Regions from separate parts of the Rattus norvegicus genome. Here region 2 is linked to region 1. The links are chromatin contacts, called in public Hi-C maps. All regions are on one chromosome and are shown on one strand. Each heading gives the region's core, a stretch centred on a gene start, on an enhancer-like site or on the middle of the called end of the contact. The rest is flanking DNA. Distances are from core to core; before and after follow the strand shown.

Region 1 (6,023 bases), core at 2,394-4,893:
AAGAGACACGGTCGTCTTCGCATTGCTTATTTACTTATGGGAGACAAGTATCTTATTGTCCAAGTTGCCCTTGGCTTTATATGTTCAGGGATGATTCTGAATTCCTCCATCTTTTTGCCTCACTTCCGAAGTTCTGGGATCATACCCCGCGCCACCATGCTTTGACAGCTCCCTACAGTAACAAGCATACCCCAAGTTTAATGATCTCAAAGCACAAAGACCTTGCTTCTCGGTGTGGTGTTCCCCCACCCAAATTAGAAAGAAGGCTTACTCCTTGTGTTCTCCCAGGGACACCGGGACGACACATTTATGCTGCCCGACACCTTCCCAGTGGCCTCAGTAGCAGGAAGAGAAGGTGGGAACGGTGTACTGTCCTTTAAACCTTTAGCAAGTCTCCAGGATGCTCCTGTGTCAGATCAGTGCTGGAAGGAGAGCATCAAACTCACATCCTCATGCTTGGGTGGTAAGTGTTTCACTGACAGAGCCATCTCCCCAGACCCTGTCTTCCTTTTAAAACAATTGTCTCTGTAGCTTTTTCCTCCCTGCTCTTATCCTGTACATATTGTAAACCTGGGCATTTCCTGTGAGGGGCAACCTGATTTTCCAGGTCAAGTTGGACGCTGTTTATGATTCCTGCCCTTCCTTCCCTCCCATCTTCCCTCCTCCTTCCCTCCCTCCCTTATTATCTTTCTCCTTCTCATCTTCCCTCCCTCCCCCTCCCTCCCTCCCTTCCCCTCTTATTTTTGCTTTTATCAGGGTGCCATTAGAATAAAGCCTCGCCATTTCCAACTGTGGTAGGCCACATTTAGAGCTACCCTGGGACAGCCATTGGGCCACAAATGGACATGCCCCTGCCCCGTGTTTTGAAAATGCTCCCCTACAAGAGCTCTGGCGTTTCTGTTTCTGTTTTCTCTTTTTGAGTCTAAGCATTGTCCCCTACATCCTGGCAGTGACAGATTGCACTTCACTTCTCTGTCTCAGGGCATGGCCTCTTTGTGTTCATCTTTGTGCATTGTTTTCAGAACGGCCTTTTCAGGACGCTTATCTCTGTCTATCAGACATGTTCTGCTCTTTCTCAAGCTAGACACTCCTAAGCTCCTTACCTCCTGCTTTCTCCTGCCTCCATGTTGATTTCCATTACTGTTAACTAGATAGAACTGGTAGAATATAGATCTGATGGTGGCCCCAAACCACGTTTATCTGAGTCATTTTACCTCAGCGTTTTCTCTGCCATTTCTTACCTGGATCGCTCTCCCGAATAATTCATGTCTTTCCTAATTGCTATCTCAGAGTTCTTTTTTTTCCCCCACTCAGGGAAACTTAAGGGACTGCAGTGCCCATGTTACCTTTAACCTTCTGGGATGGTTTGCGTATGCTCGTTTCAGGGAGTGGCACCTTCTAAGGTGTGGCCTTGTTGGAGGAAGTGTGTCACAGTGAGAGTGGCCTTGGAAATCTTCCTCCTAGCTGCCTGTGGATGCCCAGTCTGTTTCTGGCTTCCTTTTGGATGAAGATGTGTTGTGGTAAAAATAAAAAGGCAGAAGAACCGGTTCCCATGAGTACTCTGGTGGTCACTAGTTCTGGCTCCAACAGGCCACTGGAACTAGTGCTAATTTGTCTTAGATTTAAGTATCTCTCCTGACGGCTCTCTGCTAGTCACGAACTTTCTGGTTCCAGCTACCGGGTAAAATCTGGGCTCTGGAAGTCTAGCAGGGGCTGGCCTATTATGGCTCCCGGCCAGGGACTCTGCCCACACTCCCAGCAACCGCCCTCTGGTAGTTAAAGTATCAACTCCCAGCTACCAGGTAAAATCAAGACGATAAACTAAAACCTAGCGATCAGATTTATACGTTAAATTCTCAATCCACAATACATACACATAATAAACTTACAACCAATTGATATAAACCGCCCACCTACATAGGATAAATTTGCCTACAGAAATCCATTTCAGCAATTCAAGACCACCTGGATCTGGGTCATCCTCCCTTGTCTCCATCTTGATTCTCCTTTCTTCTCCTTCTCGCCTTCCTTATAAAAGCTATGTCCCTGACATATTTTTTACTATCCAACCATGACCTTGACCTAACTTGCCTGCCTTCAGTTGCATAATGACATCAACTCACAAAGATGTAGAATTCTCAGCTCCATGCACCATGCCTGCCTGAATGCTGCCATGCTTCTACCTTGATGATAATGGACTGAACCTCTGACCTTGTAAGCCAGCCCCAGTTAAATGCTGTAATTTATAAGACTTGCTTTGGTCATGGTGTCTTGTTCACAGCAGTAAAACCCTAGCTAAGACACCTTCCCAGCAGCCATTGAGTTTATGTTATTATTCTTACTATGAGCCAATCATTGTGCTAAGTGGTCCACATGAATTATTTAAAACAGTTCTCATCTCAGAACAGGTAAGTACATGGTATTAGTCATACTTTTTAGATAAAGGTTCAGTGAGAGTAAAACCTATGGAATCTTCTGTGGAGCTACTGAGAGTGACTAAGGTTCAAAAAGAAAAAAAGGAAAAAGAAAATTACTATCTTAGAGTACTTTTCTTTTTGCTATGACAGAATACCTGAGTCTGTCTAATTTATAAAGAACAGAGTTCTGTGGTAGGTCCAGACTGGAAGCTCAGGATCAAGGGAGATTGGGCGTGTGAAGGATCTTTTTGCTGGATCATCTATCCCAGGGTGGAAACTGTTTTATGTTAGGAGAGCAGGCAAGAGACAGAGGGATGGAGGAGGCAAGAGGGCTCATCTTTGGATCAGAGACATTTTCATTTCTCTACTTGCCCTCGATGTGAGTAGTCTTTCCATGAGCTCTTTGGTAGATATTTTCATTTTTAAAAAAATTAAATTTAATGACTTAGTAATCTTTCTTTTAAAGTTTTTGTTCTTTTAGATTTATTTTATGTATATGGGTAGACTGTAGCTGTCTTCAGACACACCTGAAGAGGGCATCAGATCTCATTACAGATGGTTGCGAGCCACCATGTGGTTGCTGGGAATTAAACTCAGGAAGAGCAGTCAGTGCTCTTAACCACTGAATCATTTTAAAGTTTTTGAATTAGTGTTCACGGGATTAAATCTTATTATGACATGTTTTAACAAAATGCCTTTTGGTAGATTCTCCTTCCCTCTTATTTCCTCCTACTTTATTTATTTGACACAATGTCTTTATATGTACCCTAGATGGCCTTGAACTCAAGGACATCCTCCTGCCTGAGCCTCCCAAATGCTGGGATTACAGGCATGGACCATTATACTCAGCCTGGCATCCTGCCTCCCTCCCTCCCAGCCTCTCCCCTCCCAGCCTCCCTCCCTCTCAGCCTCCCTCCCTCCCTCCCTCATCCATCCTTTCCTTCCCCCATGTCTCTCTGAATCTTTCTGCCTCTCTGTCTCTCTTTCTCTGTCTCTCTTTGTCTCTGTCTCTCTTTCTCTGTTTCTGTCTCTCTGTCTCTGTTTGTCTCTGTCTCTGTCTCTGTCTCTCTCTGATTAACTTTTTTAACTTATTCTCTCCCTACCCCACCCCCAGAGGTTGAAGCCTGCACTAAAAGGAAAGCTATGCTCTGCCTCTGGTATGGCCAAGGCACCAGGTCAGGAGGGCGCCTGGGAGCCTGGCCAAGTCCCAGGGGATGCTGTGAAGCCCAGGCAGCAAGCTCATGTTGAGAGCTGGCTCTCTGCCTTCAGCACCCACACTGTTTCCACAGAGGCAGAACCAGGAGCATCTGTCATCTGTCTCAGTGGTCAGGCCAGCTCTGGGCTTAACATTTCCTTTTGAGAAGTTTTTGTTTCAATATTTGGTCCATTAAAAAAAAATAAGTCTTTGACTTCATTTTGTGCTGGGAACATTTTATTTTTTTATTTTCTGGGGATAAGGCTCTGTGAGCACTTGTACCAATCTGTGGCTTGCTTTTTTTCCCCCTCCTGTCACAAGATCTTTCAAATAGCAAAAGGATAAGTTTTGTTGTTGCTGCTGAAATTTATTTATTTTTCTTTCTTAGGGGTGTGTCTTTCTGGGTCCTGCCTAAGAAATATTTCTCCTTTCTCATACCATGAAAGGATTTTCAAGAAATTTTATCTCAAGAAATATATTAGTTTCATTGAAGTTTTCTGACTTGGGAGCAGAATTTCACTCATTTGTTATGGTCAAGAATTTGAGGCTAGCCTGGGTTAAATGAGACTGCATTTCAAACCACCACCACCACCACCACCACCACCACCACCACCACCACCACCACCACAACAACAACAACAACAACACAGAGCTGTACACTTTTGGAGGTCAGAGGCTTGGAGGACTCACAGGTTTTGGGGATCAAGCTGATGTGGTCAGGCCTTGGGGCTCATACCTTTTTCCCGTTGAGTCTTTTGCTTGTCCTGTAATGATTACTTTTAATTGTCAACTGACGATCTAGAATCAGTGGGGAAAGAGTCCCAGTGAGGGATTGTCTAGATCAGGGTGGCCTGTGAACACGTCTGTAGGGTACCGTGAGTAGACAGGACCCAGACTTGCGTGACAGCAGGGAAGTGGAACTGGGCACTGCCGTGCGGTCACTGGTCTCTGTTCCTGGTTGTGGTGGTGATGAGGTCATTTCCTCAGAGCTCCTTCCTCTGATCTCCCACAATGATGGACAATAATCTGAAAGTGTGAGCTAAACAAACGGTCTCTTCACGTGGTTGCTCTTACCAGGGTTATTTTATCAGATCAATAGAAACTTCAGACAGGCCTAACGTACCCTGACTATCTTTACCCAGGCCTGGACTTTTTATCATTCCAATGTGCTGCATTGGTAGGAAATTTTGTGTGTGTGTGTGTGTGTGTGTGTGTGTGTGTGTGTGTGTGTGTTTGTGGGCTAAGATAATTGGTATTTAAGATACGTTTATTGACCAGAAATGATGTGTAGATATCTATAAATGTGATATAAAGAATATAAAGATAGAACACAGAATTGCATCATCATATTACGTTTTAATAAGAATTTGGATGCCCATCAACTCAAAAGTCTTTGAGGAAGCACTCAGGCCAAAGATTACATCTGATTGAATTTTATCCTTAATGGAAGGTCCTGTTTTTGTTCTGAGTAGATTAGGAGAAATGTTCCTGCAGTCGTATTTCTTGGAAGATGTTTGAATGCCCACAGGACTGAATTCAGCAAGTTCCGGAGTTGTAAAGCCTTTTTAATGCTCACATATTAATAAAAATTTGCATGCATTTTCATATTTGGCCAGAAAGTTGCTCTCGTTACCAAAATACCTTTTAGTAATACTATATGGGTAGTGATGTTATCTACTAGGTAAATTTGGAGATTATAGACACTTTATTTCAGAAAGACAGGCAACAAAAGACAGTCAGGGTCCCTGAGAAGGAAGGAATGAGATGTGAGATCAGAGATCAGTTCACACATGGAAGCTGCTGAAAAAGTGGGTACAGAGAGTCGCCCCCAAACCTGAGGAGCCTGGGACCCACATGGTACAAGGAGAGGCTCAATTCCCAAATGCTGTTCTCTGACCCGCACACAACACACACACACACACACACACACACACACAGACACACACACACATCACACACAGACACATAAACATCACACACACACACATAGAGACACACACACATATCACACACACACATCACACACACACAGAGACACACAGAGACACACACACATATCACACACACACAGACACACACACATCACACACACAGACACACATCACACATACAGACACACATCACACACAGAGACACACACACATATCACACACATCACACACACATCACACACACAGAGACACACAGAGACACACACATCACACACACAGACACACACAGAGACACACACATATCACACACACACACACACACACACACACACACACACACACACACACACACACTGGAAAAGTTAACTTCAAGGCAAAAGAAGATGAATTTACAAACTATGCCTGTTCCTAACATCCTCACATTTCGCTGGTGTTGGTTACAAATGAGGCCACGAAGATCTATAGTTTCATTTTGCAAGT
Region 2 (5,909 bases), core at 1,942-4,441, 130 kb before region 1:
AACCCAGAATTATAAACAAGCGCCATTGCAGGGGTAGGCGTGCAGCGTCCTGAGTTCACCGAGCTTCACTCTCCTCTGAACAGGCCTCAGCTTTGCATCAGCTTTGCTGCTTATGAACAACTCAGGCTGTCACCTGCCATCTAAGCTGGACTCACCTCTCAAGGAGGAATGGTAAAACAACACAGATGTATGAGTGTGTGTGAGTGTGCATGTGTGTGTGTGTGTGTGTGTGTGTGTGTGTGCATGTGTAGGTATAGTTTTCTTATCACAGATAACCAAAACACAAAACTTCTAAGTACCACATAACTAAAGTCAGGAGACTTGACAATATCCCACCACAGAAGCCTACTGAACATCAAGCAAACTAACGTGGTAAAAAGTGACCTAATCTGCAATCTGTGAATCCGTGAATACCCAGGTAAATAACAAGATAATGAATGAAAAGGGCTACCCTCCCCCTCAAAATTTCATAACCATATAAAGGATATAATTAATACTGTATAATAGACTTTAAGATATGATTGTGTCTAGACTCACAAGTATCCAACTTCAGGTTCATTACAACATTTGAGTTACCAAGGGAAGCAATCAAAATTCACTCACTTTATATAGTATCTTGCGCCTTCAAATGTATATGCTTCTTCCCAGCCAGTGGGCAAATCTAAAAAATATACATTATAGTTAGTATTACTTCAGTGAGATTGCAAAATAAGCTTAAACCTTTCTTATCTGTCTTCACCATTAGCTACATTCATTTAAGTATGTGTCCATCCAAAGTCTTGGCTGGCAAGATCATTAGTCAATCAATATAACATTACTTGGAATTTGGAAGGTGATAATTCAAATTTAAAGCCACCAGGAAAGTTCCAGCAATATTTAAGATAATAATAACATAACTGTTCCCTTTAATAGTAGTCAGGGTGGGAAAGGACTATACTCTGATACTCCGAAAGGCAAAGTCTTCAAAACCTTGTAAAATACCCATCACTGATTGGCACAAACCCCAAATGGCAGCATTTTGCCTTTTTAGGTATATCTTTTTCCTTTTTTTCTTTTTTTCGGAGCTGGGGACCGAACCCAGGGCCTTGCGCTTCCTAGGCAAGCGCTCTACCACTGAGCCAAATCCCCAACCCCGCCTTTTTAGGTATATCTTGTCAATTCAAAACCCCACTTTTCAATCCAAACACATCTAGATTTTCATCTACCATGAAAAGAACTCAAGCGCTCAGTTAGTGGGAAACTGGCTGACGCACGTGTTTCAATACACTTGACCTTAAGAGATGTGAAGTTTCAAGTGAGCGACTGTATCTTTATGTGCCACATGGTACTTAGGATGACAAGTGGTCTGGACTTAATCATACATCTCCAAAACGGAAAGGCATCCGTGTGTGTACAAAACCGGAGCCCAAGCAAAGTAAATCAAACAAGAATAAATAAATAGGTAAATGTGAAATCACATCACAGGAAAAAATATTTCTGGCATGTGGCTGCTATTTAATCTGTAAGGGTAATTCAAAGACATTCGTGTCATACATAACCCAAACAAGCCTGAAATAATGCCATAAAACATTTGGTTAAATTCTTTTAATCATATATTGTCTTCCATGAAATAATAGTGTCCATGGCCACTAAAGTAACGAGGCTATCAAAGTGCCATATAGTGTACAAAGCAGGCTGAAGCCGAAGACCGAACAGGGAGTTAGGAAGCATGTCGGTTTATTAGTCAGAAATGCCCTAAAAATGTAACCTCACACGCTCGCTGCAGCAGCCTTCCCTTTCCTCCTCCACAGTTTTGCAAATCTGGACACATTATTAGTCAGTTCACTCAACTCCAGCGTTTAACAGAAAAGGCAGGTTTGTTCACCCTTCTGGCAACTTTAATAGGAAATTCTGGGAACCTCAGAGTTGGGGAGAAAAGTACCTAAGGGGACGGCTGAACCGGCCTCACCTTCGACCCAACTGTTCTCAAGCCTTTGCAGTCACCGGGAATAGAGGCGGGCCAGTCTGTGCACTCACGTTACGTTTCAAGCAAACAAGTTGGTTGAATGTAAACAAAGAATGACAAAAGAAAGCCGGACTCGCACTGAAACCACTACAAGCCCTCCTCTGGCTCAACTCAAGCTAGGCATTCAAGAAAGCTATCAAAGCAACCTGAGATGCGTTTCCTCGCAGAACTGGGGCCCGAATGCCCCCATGCGGGACCGCCCTGGCTCGCCCACCGCCTGCTGGTGGTACGTGCAGCTTGGCTGCAGCTACTGGGGACTTTTGAGCCGGGATCACTGGCTGCGGCGGCGCCCGCCGCTCCAGTGTCCTAACTCCAGCTGCTCCTCGGGTCGCAGGAGGGGACTCACCGGCGTTTGGATCACATTGTTGGGGGGGGGGCACTGCAGCACCCCTAACTCTTCCATCAGTCACCTACCCACAGTCCCACTTAGGAGAAGTAGGAGGTGGAGGAGGAGGAGGAAGCTGCTTGGCAGAAGGCAGTTCTCTGGGGAGCAGGGTGAGGATGCGGGACCGTCTCAACGCGGGGGTGCTGGAGTACGGGGAGCAAAGGGGAGCAGGCGAGAAATTCGTGAAGGGTGCTGGAGGCTGAGACGGGGGCGATCTGGGATAGAGGGGCGTCGCCCATCCTACGGGGGTGTCGGGGTAGGGATGGGGACCAGGGCGCAGGAAGAGGGCGCCGTCTCCAAGTGCAGATGAAAAGGCGGAGAAGAAAGGCGCCCCGGGACTCAGTCGCGCGGAGCCCGGAGCACCTCTAACCCCGCCAGGTGGCCCCGAGCCGCAGCCCCGGCTCGTCCTACCTGTGCTCTGCCGCCGGTGCCCGGTGACCACGGCCTCGCCGGTGACCGGGTGCAGCCAGGTGGTGCTCTTGGCCTCCTCGCTGCAGGGAAGAGAAGGGACGGGAGCTGAGCCGCGCGAGGGGCGACCCGCGGGGCCCCCGGCCCGCTCGCTCCCGCCGTCCCCCCCACCCCAGCCGCCCCGCGGCGCCTCCCCCGCCCGCTCACTTGATGAAGAAGACGCGGCCGCCCCTAGTGATCCCGTACGTCCAGGAGCGCGGCAGCGAACAAATCCACTCCAGGTTCAGGTCGGCCGCCATGTCTGCTCCCCGGCCGCCGCCGCCTTGTGCCGCCGCTGCCGCCGCTGCTGAGGAAGGAGGGCGCGAGCGAGCGAGCGAGCGAGCGAGCGAACCGAGCGCAGGGCGCGCGGCCCGGCCCGAGCGCGCCCCCGCTGCCGCCCTACCCCCTCGGGCGGCGCCCTCCCTGCCGCCCCGGCTGAGTCCGGCCCGCGTCGCCGCCCTTCGGCATCTCCGTGGCCGGCCGCCGGCCCGCGCTGCGCTCGCTCGGAGGCTGGGCGAAGCGGCGCCGCGCCCCCGCCAAAGCCCTCCCCCGCGCCCCGCCCGCGCCGCGCGAAGGTTCCGGGGTCGGGTCCCGCCGGCGCCCACCCGGAGGGCTCGGCTCCGAACCCGTGAGGTTTTGCACCAGCTACTGCCTAGCCAGGAGCTACTCAGAGAGACGCCGGGCGTTGAACTGGAAAACTGCTTTTGGGAAAGGCTTTTCTGATGTGTGGCGTGCCAAATAAAGGAGGGTCCACGAGTGAGCTCGGACCACTGAAATGGGACTGATTCAGACTTAAGGTCTTTTTGTTACTGTTTTTTTTTTTTTTCTTCCTAGGCTTCTGAGTCATATAACAGTTTAGAAAATAAAAACTTGCCTTTTCCTCTTCTTAAAAAGATGCACTGGATTATCAACGTGAATTTCTAGGCTCCCGATCTCCCTCATTTATTACAAGGGCAATTTACTTTACGGAGTCCTTGGGATAGTGGACATTTACATCCTGATTGTCTATATTTCACAGAGTTGAGGGGACGGGGGAGGGAAAATATAAAGGAACAAAGGTGATTGTGCCCCGAGTTATGGGGAAAATGGCAAAGCCTGAGTTCAAATCGCCTATAGATTTTCAAGAGTCTGTTTGAATGAATACGTTGCTGTATAGTATTTTTTTTAATGCCTTGACACCCCCACTCCCCTTGTCTTTTGAACAAAGAAAGGGTTCACTACTAGTAAGACCTCCCTTGGCACCAAGAGCACTGTGCTTGCTCCTTACTGCCCCTGATCCGTCATCACACTTGGAATTGTCACCAAGGCTTTGCAGCAAGTGACTCATCCCAAAAGGAGACACAGTTCAATAATAATAGTATAACTTGGCATTCTCGAAGCACCTTTTTTTCCCCTGACCAGTTTTAGGTGCTTCTGAAGCATTATCTCCTTCATCTTCTCAGTAACTAAAATAGGTAAATCATCCTTTTCAACCTTTAAGGAAACCAAGGCACAGGGAGGTCGAATGCCCTTGGCCAAAGCTCCCGATGAGAGTGCATTTTCATTGGCTTTTTCTCCTATCTCCTGACTCCCCAAGGCCATACGTCTCTGGTGAAACAGAGACTGCAATTACTGCTATAATTTTCCTGTCCATCTGCATATACAGGAGGAAAAAAAAAATACCATCGCTGTAATGTTTTCTCTTTGGGGTTCCTTTGTATTCTACTCCTTCATTTCAGTCCTTATTACTTTTTGACATCTTATCTCCTGCCCAGTCTCTGGAAAATATGACTTTTTTTTTTTAAATCAATGAATAGCTAGCAGGAAATGTCCAACATTAGCATCCGTGGTCACTGGAACAGCACAGCAAGGATGTGAAGAGCTGCTGACTCTTGATTCTGCTACCATTGCAAACTAAAAAAAACCTCCCAAATGCCACAGTGGCTTACAAATCTAGTGCTCGATGGTCCTGCTGTGGGCTTTGAATGTTTGAATACCACCGAGAAGTCTCCACGTTGGCTGTGTGCTGTGGTAGGCTTCTATTTAACGCTGGATCTTTTGCTACCACAAGATGTGTTCGCAGAAAGCACATCTCAAAAAGCAATACAGATTAACTTTTGTATCTTTAAAAATCACAACCAAGGGTTAAGGGTGTAGTTCAATAGTAGACTGTAGACTCTATGCTTGAGGTTTGGGGAGGTATTAAGAGAGACAGAGAGAAGGAAGAAAAGAAAAACATTTGCATGGATGTCTCCTGAGATGCTCTGCCAGAACCTCACTGATACAGGTGAGGATGCTTGCAGCTCACCATTGGACTGAGCACAGGGACCCCAGTGGAGGAGTTAGAGAAAGGACTTAAGGAGCCGAAGGGGTTTGTAACCCCATAGGAAGAACAACAATATCAACCAACCAGACTCCCCAGAGCTCCCGGGGACTAAACCGCCAACCAGACAGTACACATGGAGGGACCCATGGCTCCAGTCACATATGTAGCAAAGGATGCCTTGTCTGGCATCAATAGGAGGAGAGGTCCTTGGTCCTGTGAAGGCTCAATGCCCCAGTATAGAGGAATGTTAGGGCAGTGAGGTGGAAGCAGGTGGGTGGGAATGAGAGCATCCTCATAGAAGCAGGGGGAGTAGGAGGGGTAAAGGGGGATAACATTTGAAATGCAAATACATAAAATATCCTAGAAAAGTAAAATTAAAAAAAATTTTTCAAAAAGAAAAAACATCATTTGCAGTTCTCAAATAGTATCTAGAATCTTTCATTTGTTTTTTGTTTGTTTGTTTGTTGAGACAGGATTTCACTGCCTAGCCCTGGCTGTCCTGGAACTTCCTCTGTTGACCTGGCTAAATCAAAGAGATCTGCCTGCCTCTGCCTCCAGAGTGCTGGGACTAAAGGTGTGCACCACCATTCCCTATGTAGTCTAGACTCTCAAGAATAATTCTCTGTGTCCCGAAGTTTGGGGAAAGCAGCAAATAAAAAAGCTAATGATGTGTATACAAAGCGAGACGGGCTTTGACTGGGGTAGATGATAGCCCTCGTGACCTTCAGAGCCGGTAAAAGCAGCTTCAGACGTTACAATGTTGAGGA

What was found. A called contact is a pair of places that touch in the nucleus more often than the background predicts.
Region 2: a contact with region 1 is called in a Hi-C map of Schwann cells, with 3 times the contacts expected there. The contact joins the promoter of Plekha5 here to the enhancer-like site in region 1. A contact is called at or near these places in 4 of 12 Hi-C or Micro-C datasets (Schwann cells, frontal cortex, liver and 1 more).

What each region holds. Positions count from the first base shown.
Region 1 is chr4:174,928,076-174,934,098 of GRCr8, reverse strand. No RefSeq gene overlaps it. Among named protein-coding and RNA genes, the nearest start is that of Plekha5, 130 kb to the left of the region's middle. Within about 2 kb of position 3,643, at least 17 of the 93 cell types and tissues checked have an H3K27ac peak or open chromatin away from gene starts, as enhancers often do. A contact at or near this core is called in Schwann cells, where this site is marked.
Region 2 is chr4:175,062,465-175,068,373 of GRCr8, reverse strand. Plekha5 (pleckstrin homology domain containing A5) reads right to left here and starts at 3,191. Exons shown (of 32, transcript NM_139340.3): 1 at 3,006-3,191; 2 at 2,802-2,881; 3 at 604-661. The coding sequence starts at 3,097.